2 separate regions of the Oryctolagus cuniculus genome follow, and region 2 is linked to region 1. Evidence: chromatin contacts called from public Micro-C data. All regions are on one chromosome and are shown on one strand. The core of a region is the stretch at or near the end of the contact, and the rest is flanking DNA. Distances in the headings are between cores, read along the strand shown. Region 1 holds the start of QKI (QKI, KH domain containing RNA binding). Region 2 overlaps PACRG (parkin coregulated).

The links. A called contact is a pair of places that touch in the nucleus more often than the background predicts.
Region 2: a contact with region 1 is called in a Micro-C map of ear pinna, with 2.8 times the contacts expected there. The contact joins the enhancer-like site here to the promoter of QKI in region 1. A contact is called at or near these places in 2 of 6 Hi-C or Micro-C datasets (ear pinna and psoas muscle).

What each region holds. Positions count from the first base shown.
Region 1 is chr5:5,327,203-5,330,827 of mOryCun1.1, reverse strand. It overlaps QKI (QKI, KH domain containing RNA binding), which reads left to right and starts at 1,833. Exons shown (of 8, transcript XR_011388429.1): 1 at 1,833-2,344.
Region 2 is chr5:5,544,076-5,547,700 of mOryCun1.1, reverse strand. All of the region lies in intron 3 of PACRG (parkin coregulated), which reads left to right. Among named protein-coding and RNA genes, the nearest start is that of QKI, 220 kb to the right of the region's middle. Within about 2 kb of position 1,955, at least 2 of the 8 cell types and tissues checked have an H3K27ac peak or open chromatin away from gene starts, as enhancers often do. A contact at or near this core is called in ear pinna, where this site is marked.

The sequences.
Region 1 (3,625 bases), core at 584-3,083:
TAAGTGAGATACAGGACACAGACCCGGCACCCACCACAGGACCCCAGCGCTAGCTACCTAAGCCAGCTGAGGAGGGGAGACTCACATCTTTCATTTCAGAGATCAAATGAGCAAATCAGCGTCCAAACCTTTGAAAGCTCCAGCAGCGTCCGTGATGGTCGTTAGAGACAACAGCTTTGTGATCAAATTCACTAATCCCCGCATTTATACAAACTCATCAATTAAACAGATAATTAGGCGAATATTCTGAGGCTCTTTAAACGGCTGTGGCTGTTGGGGAATTTAAAATACTCGAGTTAAATGATCTTAATGCGTCTACCAAGTCAATTTCCTCTATCAAATTAATTTCAAAACAAACTGTGTTCTTTAAACGGGGACGCTAAAAGCGCCTGGCCACCGACATTCGCTCAACGCCTTACATGCAGACCGGACCTGCAAGCGCCCCTCAGGATTTGGGTAAGGCCAGATTGGAGGGTGAGAACCCCGCGTTCGGGGTTCAGACGCGGCGAGCTCCGCGGGGCTCTCCCAGCCGCCAAGCCGGGTCTGCACCGCGAGCTGAGCGGACACGGTCCGCAGGCTCAGCGGCCGAACCGGGCGCCCCCGGACTCCGCGGCGGCCGCCCCGGACGAGCCCCGCTGACGGGCTCCGAGCGGCCGGACATCACCGACCCGTCGGGACCGCCGCCCCCGGCCCAGGCCCCCGGCGCCGCTCCCCGGGCCCCGCGCATTCTCGGGGTTCCGTCCCAGCAAATCGCGAGGGGCGCAGAGGACGAAGCCGACGACGGCAGTGGTCACGCGTGGCTCCGCCGGCGGCTGAGGCCGGGGCAGCGCGGCACCGGGGGCTGGGACGTTCCCGGCTGCGTTCCCACCAGAGACCCGAGGGTCTCGGCGGCGCTCAGACCGCGGCCCGCGCGCGCCCGACGGCCGCCGGTGGGGCACCGGGACGCCCCCCGCACGCCCGGAGACCCCGCGCCCGGCCCCGCCCCCACGCAGGCGCGCTCCGGGCCTCCCCTCCCCCGCCGCGCGCCCGCCGAGCTCGGCGGGGGCGGAGCGACCCCCGGGAGGGGCGTGGACGCCGGGCTCGACGCGCGCACGCGCGCTGCAGCCTCACAGCTACGTGTCGGGCCACGTGACGCCCACCCCAAAGTCCCCCGTGAAGCAACAGGACGTTAGAAAGATTTCTCTTCTGGGGGGGGGGTGGGGGTGGCGGCTGGGGGAGGCTCAGAGACTGGTTTGAAAAAACTACAGTAACGGGCGGCCCCGGCGCGTCGTGGCGCGTCCCGCCGGGATTCCTCTCGCCGGCCGCGCCCGGGCCCGCAGCGGCGGCCGCGGATCCCGCCACCCGGCCCCTCCCACCCGGCAGCCCCGCACCCGCCCCTCCCGTGGTCGCGCCCGCACCGGGCGGCCACCCCGTCCCGGCGTCCAGGCCCGCGCGCGGCCCCTCGGGCCCCGTCCCGCCGAGGGACGCGAGAGGGCGGCAGCACGGCCGCGGCCCGGGCCGAGGGGCGGCGGCGGCGGCGGCGGCGGGAGGCGGGAGCGCGCCGGCCGGGCCCCGCTAACGGCCGCCCTGCGCGGCCCCGCCCGCCGCCCGCCCCCGGCCCTCCCCGCGCCGCCGCCCCTCCCCCCGCCGCCGCCGCCGCCGCCGCCGGCAGCGCCGCCTGAACTGAGGCGAACTCCGCCGCCAAGTGAGTGAGGAGGAGGAGGAGGAGAAGGAGGAGGAGGAGGAAGAGGAGGAGCGCAGTCAGAGCGCGGCGGCAGCGGCAGAGGCGCCTCGGCGGGGACCAGCCCAGAGAGCCCCCGAGCCCGCGGCACAGCGGCGGCGGCGCTGAGCGGGCGCGACCGGCCCCGCGGACGAGCGAGCGAGCGAGCGAGCGGCGGCGGCGGCGGCGGCCCGGCTCCTCCGCGGCCGCACTCGGCCCGCCGAGACCCGCCTCCCGCCCGCCGGCCTCGGGAGGGACGCGCCGAGCCGGGCGGCGGCCGGGAGCGCGTCGGGCCCGGGCGGAAAGTGCCTGCGGGGGGCGGGCGGGCGCGCGGAGCCGGCCGCCCCGGGGCTCGGCGCGGGAGCCAGAGCGGGAGCCGGCGCGGAGCGGGACGCCGAGTCCCGAGCGGCCGGCGGCCGGGGCTCGCCCCCGCCCCTCCCTCCTCTCCGGCGGCGGCGGCGGCGGCGGCGGCGGCGGGCGGAGTGAGCTGCGGAGCCTGGAATATGGTTGGGGAAATGGAAACGAAGGAGAAGCCGAAGCCCACCCCAGATTACCTGATGCAGCTGATGAACGACAAGAAGCTCATGAGCAGCCTGCCCAACTTCTGCGGGATCTTCAACCACCTCGAGCGGCTGCTGGACGAAGGTGAGCCGCCGCCCCGGCCCCGGCCCCGGCCCCGCCGGGCGACCCCTCTTCCCGGCTCGGGATGGTGGCGAGGGCGGGAAGGTCACGGCCGGGCGGGACCGCGCGCCCGGGGGACGGGAAGCCGGGGAAGGCGCACAAAGGAGGACCGGGCCGGGCCGGGCTCGCGGCGGGCGGGCCGGGGCCGGGCGCACCCGCCGGGCAGGACGCCCCCCGCTGGGCCGGGACTCCTCTCCCCCACCCCGCTGCCGGCGGCGCGCGCGGTGGAGCGCTGGGAGAGGCTCCTGTGGCTTTGGGGGTCCCGTTTCCGAAAAGCGGAGTGGGGCTGCGCAGGCCCGGGGGCCTCCCCGACCCTCCCCGAGAGCCAGCCCGGGCCGCGCCGCCAGCCGGGCGGGCTCGCGTGTCCCTGGCCCGCCCGCTCGGCCTCGCGTCTCCCCGTGCCCGCCCGCGGGGCGCACCCCGGCCTCGGGAGGCTTGGGTGGGCTCCGCGGACGGGCGGGCCGCGCGGGGTCCCCGTGCGTCTGGAGTTTGGGTGGCCGTGTGAGTACGGGGGGGGCAGCGGCCCGAATGACAGCGGGAGCGCTCCCGTCCTTTTGTTTGGGGGAAGCGAGAACTGTTAGGGAGTTCGACTACACTTTTGGGGGGTGGAGCGCCAAGTCCCGCGATGACAGATGGGAGCGGAGTCCCGAGCCGGGCCCGGCCGCCCGCGCCGCCTCGGCCGGGGAGTCGGGGCGCCGCGCAGGGCCGGGGAGCAGCCGGGCAAAAGTTTGCGGGGCCCGGAGCTCGGCGAGCAGGTGGCCGCCGGCCGGCCGTGCGGCGCGCCGAGGGGCTCGGCCGCCCCGCGGAGCCCGTGGGACCCGCGCAAAGTCCGGGAATGCCGTGGCGAGGAGTGCGTTTTCTGCGAGCATCCCGGAGAACTGTGTGAAGAAGCGGAACGCTGTCGGCTGTGCCGGGGAGGAACAATAGGTTTCGGGATTTTCAAGAGAACTTGGAGATGTTAAAAATAGAGCCGGGGGCCGGGGCCGGGGCCCGCAGCTGGAATGTCAGTCGGGAACAAAAGGCCGGAAATGTCTGCGTGAGGAGGGACGCGCGCGCAGGAGCGCGGGCCGCTCGGGCCGCCGGCGCCGGGGTCCCCGCACACCGGGGTCCCCGCGCACCGGGGTCCCCGCGCACCGGGGCGGGACCTGGCCGCGGCCGGGGCCGAGGTCTGCTCGCCGGCTCGCTCGGGAAAGCCCGCTGTCTGTCCCTTTAAGGGGCCCTGCCTCTCCTGGTTGTGTTGGCATT
Region 2 (3,625 bases), core at 706-3,205, 220 kb before region 1:
GCTGCTCGGGAGTGGGTGCTGGTGTCTGCTTGACAGGAAGAAAGGGCACCAGCCTGGTATTTTCTGCCTGGCTGAGATCTGCCCTTTTCAGATGACTGGGTTTGGCTGAGGGGAAGGAGAGTCGATTTTAAAGCCTGGGGAACAGAGTCAGCTCGCAGACCTCCCTGGGTGGACAGGGCCAAAGAGACACTCCTGGAGCTGTTTTCAGATCGATGTAGTTTTTACTTAGAGGATGTGGATGGTTTTCGGTTTTTGGTTTTTGGTTTTGGGTTGGGCTGGCAGGAGAGGAGCCTACAAAGGCTGGAGAGGGTTGAAGAACACCCACTCTCCCAACAACCACCCTTGACGTTACCACTCGTGAGGGACGGCGGTGAGAGGGACTTTGGGGAACCTCAGTGGGGTTCTCTGGTGGCCTGAGGGTTACAAGAAAGCTGCAGGTGTTGGGAAATCAGAGGTGCCACTGCTAGGAGTGTACGTGTGCACAGAGAAAGGACCTGCGTCCTGGGGCCGTGAGCTGCAGTTGAGTGCGACCCATTATTCTATGAAACAGAGGAGCACTAGGCCAGATGGGGCCGAGCGACACCCACCACGGGTAAGGAGCGTCTCTACCTCCCCGGAAGCGCTCCACTGGGGGTCCCAGCGTGTTTCGTTTATAATCCAGTACTTTGCTTCTGGGTCATAGTGGATCAGAAGATAAATGGGCTCTTTCAGTGTAGGATTTCCAATCCCCAATGCTAGAAATACTCCTGATTGAAAGCCCTGTTTGTGTTTCGGCTCTCTGGTACATAGCCCTGGTGAAAAGTCCGTTCTGTTTATTTCTGAGCCCTTACCTAATCCCTAGAGATCTGGGCTTCCAAGTCAAAATAGCTTCATTCAGGCAACAGAACAGAACACAAGCAGCTCAGCTCAGAGCGACTGTAAAATGGGAGTGGCCCCATCTTCTGCGTCGCCCACTTTGGGGGCCACCCTCACCAGTCTGCCAGAGAGTCTCACTTCTTCATTTGGACGGCTCCTTCCTTTCTCCGGGAGGCCAGGATGTTGTTGGCCCCAAAGGGTCAGCAGAACAATCATGCAGACACTGCTGGTTCTCTTCTGCCTGCAGCTGCCTCGACGAAAATTGCACAATCTCTGGCTTCCCGTTAATTAAGGAGAGACACTTTGTCCCATTAGTGGAGAGCGAAGGAAGTCACAACTAGGCAGGAGGCAGTGAACAGCCCAGTGCTGCCCTTCACTCGTTTCTCATTAGCATGTGGTGACTCATGTACTCAGTGTCTACTGAACACCATCAGCTTGAAAGGCACCATGCACAGAGACGGGAATGGAAAGGGAATGAGAAGGAAGGGAAAAAAGAAAAGGAAGACGGGGGCAGGGAGGGAGTGAAAGAAGAGAAGGAAGAGTGGAACTCAGAAAAAGTCCTGTTCTCTTAAAGCAGCCGCAGTCAAGTTCAGGGGCTATGGGTGTGGTCCTCGGATGCGCTCTTGGAGCCTGGTTTAGAGCCAAGGCTTAGTGAACATTTCACCCAGATTTCAGAAGCTGGGCAGAGGGGAGGAAGAGTCTAGGCTGAGGAACCAGTGAGAGTGAAGGCTTGGAACCTAAGCAACACATCCACAGCCTGAGTTAACGTGGATAAGACCGGAAAGAAAGCAGAGGAGTGACAGAGGGCTTTCAAAGTGACCAGAGCTGGCAGTGGACATTGGCAGTTGGGTGAGTGATGTCACCACGGTGATTTCAGGAGGGGCGAGGTGCAGCTGCTTGTGCGACAGAGTTTAGGGATTCCAGTGGGAGCTGGGGAGCCAGCCCAAGGCTGTGGTCGTGTCCAGGAGGAGGGACTGGAGATTGAACTGGGGCAGGTGAAAGCATAGAAGACCCACCCAGGAATCCCAGCAGAGTCAGACTCCCAGGTCTGAGCCTTCCCTTAGCAGATGTCTGGGAGTGAGGGCAAGGGAAGGCTCAAAGTGGAAAACGGCGACCTCAGGGACATTGCCCAAGTCCTTTAGACCAAGAAGGAAAGAGCTGTAAACAGGTCTCTGCTGTGGACATCTCCGTGCACTGGAGAGGTGACCGGAGGCACAGGACGAGCCCGAGGGTGACTTGGGTGTCACAGCTGAAAGGAGAGACCCAGAAGATGCCTACAGAAGGAGAAAGCCACAGGACGCGGCCCTGGGGACCAGGGTCTGAGTGACAGCGCAGGAAGCCACAGAGAGGAAAGCTAACAAAAGGCCACTCTGCGGGAGGCTGCTGGCCTTGGTGACCTGGACAGCTTGTGCCTCCCTGAGGGAGTCCTAGGAATCTGGGAGACAGAAACCTTTCAGGGGGGACTTAGGGACAGGTCCGAGAGTAGTGCGTTAGAAACTCTGCCTTCAGGAAACCATGGTGAGGGAAGGAAGAAACTAGAAGGGGGACTGCTTGTGGGTGAGATTCAGCCATGCCTCTCCATCTGAGCTTGCTCTCTGAGTGCTTCCAGGGCCCCACGGTGGGCTTCCCACAGCACCCACCACTCACCAGGCACACAGCACCTCTTCCCAGGCAAACCATTTGTTCACCAAAGGCACAAATCTGCTCCCTCGTTCACCACTTGAGACTTGGTAGAGCCACACGCATGGTCACGGACTGGAGTTTGGAGACAGAGCAGGGAGCGCTGGCATCACAGGGTTCCAGAAGAGACAGAGTCAGAAGGGAGATGGAGGGGTTGGGCCAGGAGACACAAGAGGACAGGTGAGCACAGCGTGGTTGTGAGAGGGTTGTGAGAGGCTCCCCTGCCCCTAGCCACCACCCCTTGTTGAAGTGTCCACTGAGGTAGGGACAGGAAAGCACCAGTTCTCGCCTCATTCCAGGGTGAGTGAGCCCCCTGTGTTGTCAAGACGCCGCCCTAGGCAGCGAGACAAGGCTGTCAGTCCCCATTGCAGGAGCCGTGCAGCCGCAGGCATGCTGTAAAATTACGGCCACTGGGAAGGAAGATGGCTTGTCCTGCAGTCTGGAGCTCTGATGAGAAGGCTGGGCCTCCTGCAGCTGCCTCTTGCTGTGAAGACATCTTGAGATAGAAGGCACATCCAGGAAGTCTCAGTACAAAAGGAGGGGGATGTCCAGCTCTCCTGTTTACTGCTGAGAGATGCCTCAGCCAGCCTGCTTCCTTCCAGCCTCTTTGGACAAGAGAGAGATTAAACATCTGTCTTGCCTGAGTCAGTATACATGGAGCTTTTGGGTATAGGCAGCCAAACTGAAACTTTACTGCTAGACTCATTAGGGAAAGTTTTTATATCGCCAGGGTAGGTCGCCTCCCCGGGCTCCCTGGGGTGGGTGCTGTATGAGCAAGGCCCTGCTTCACCATCTGCCACACGCACCCACAGAGCAGGCACCACGCAGCGCAGCGTCTCCGGCGCTCGGGGGTCACCGAGTGGCTGGCGGAACTCAGTGTTCCTGGTGCGCTTCACAGCGACATTCAGAAATACAGCACTCAAGTAATGCTAGTGACTCTTGATCAGATGACCTGGGACGATTCCTGCTGGGGATGAGACAGCTCTGTCTTAAAAACAGGCCAAATTGCTCCTGTTCCTACAGAATTCAAGTGTTCGTGTTTCATCAGGTTGGTGAAAGAAATCAGGGTTGCATCACAAGCGACTTAACG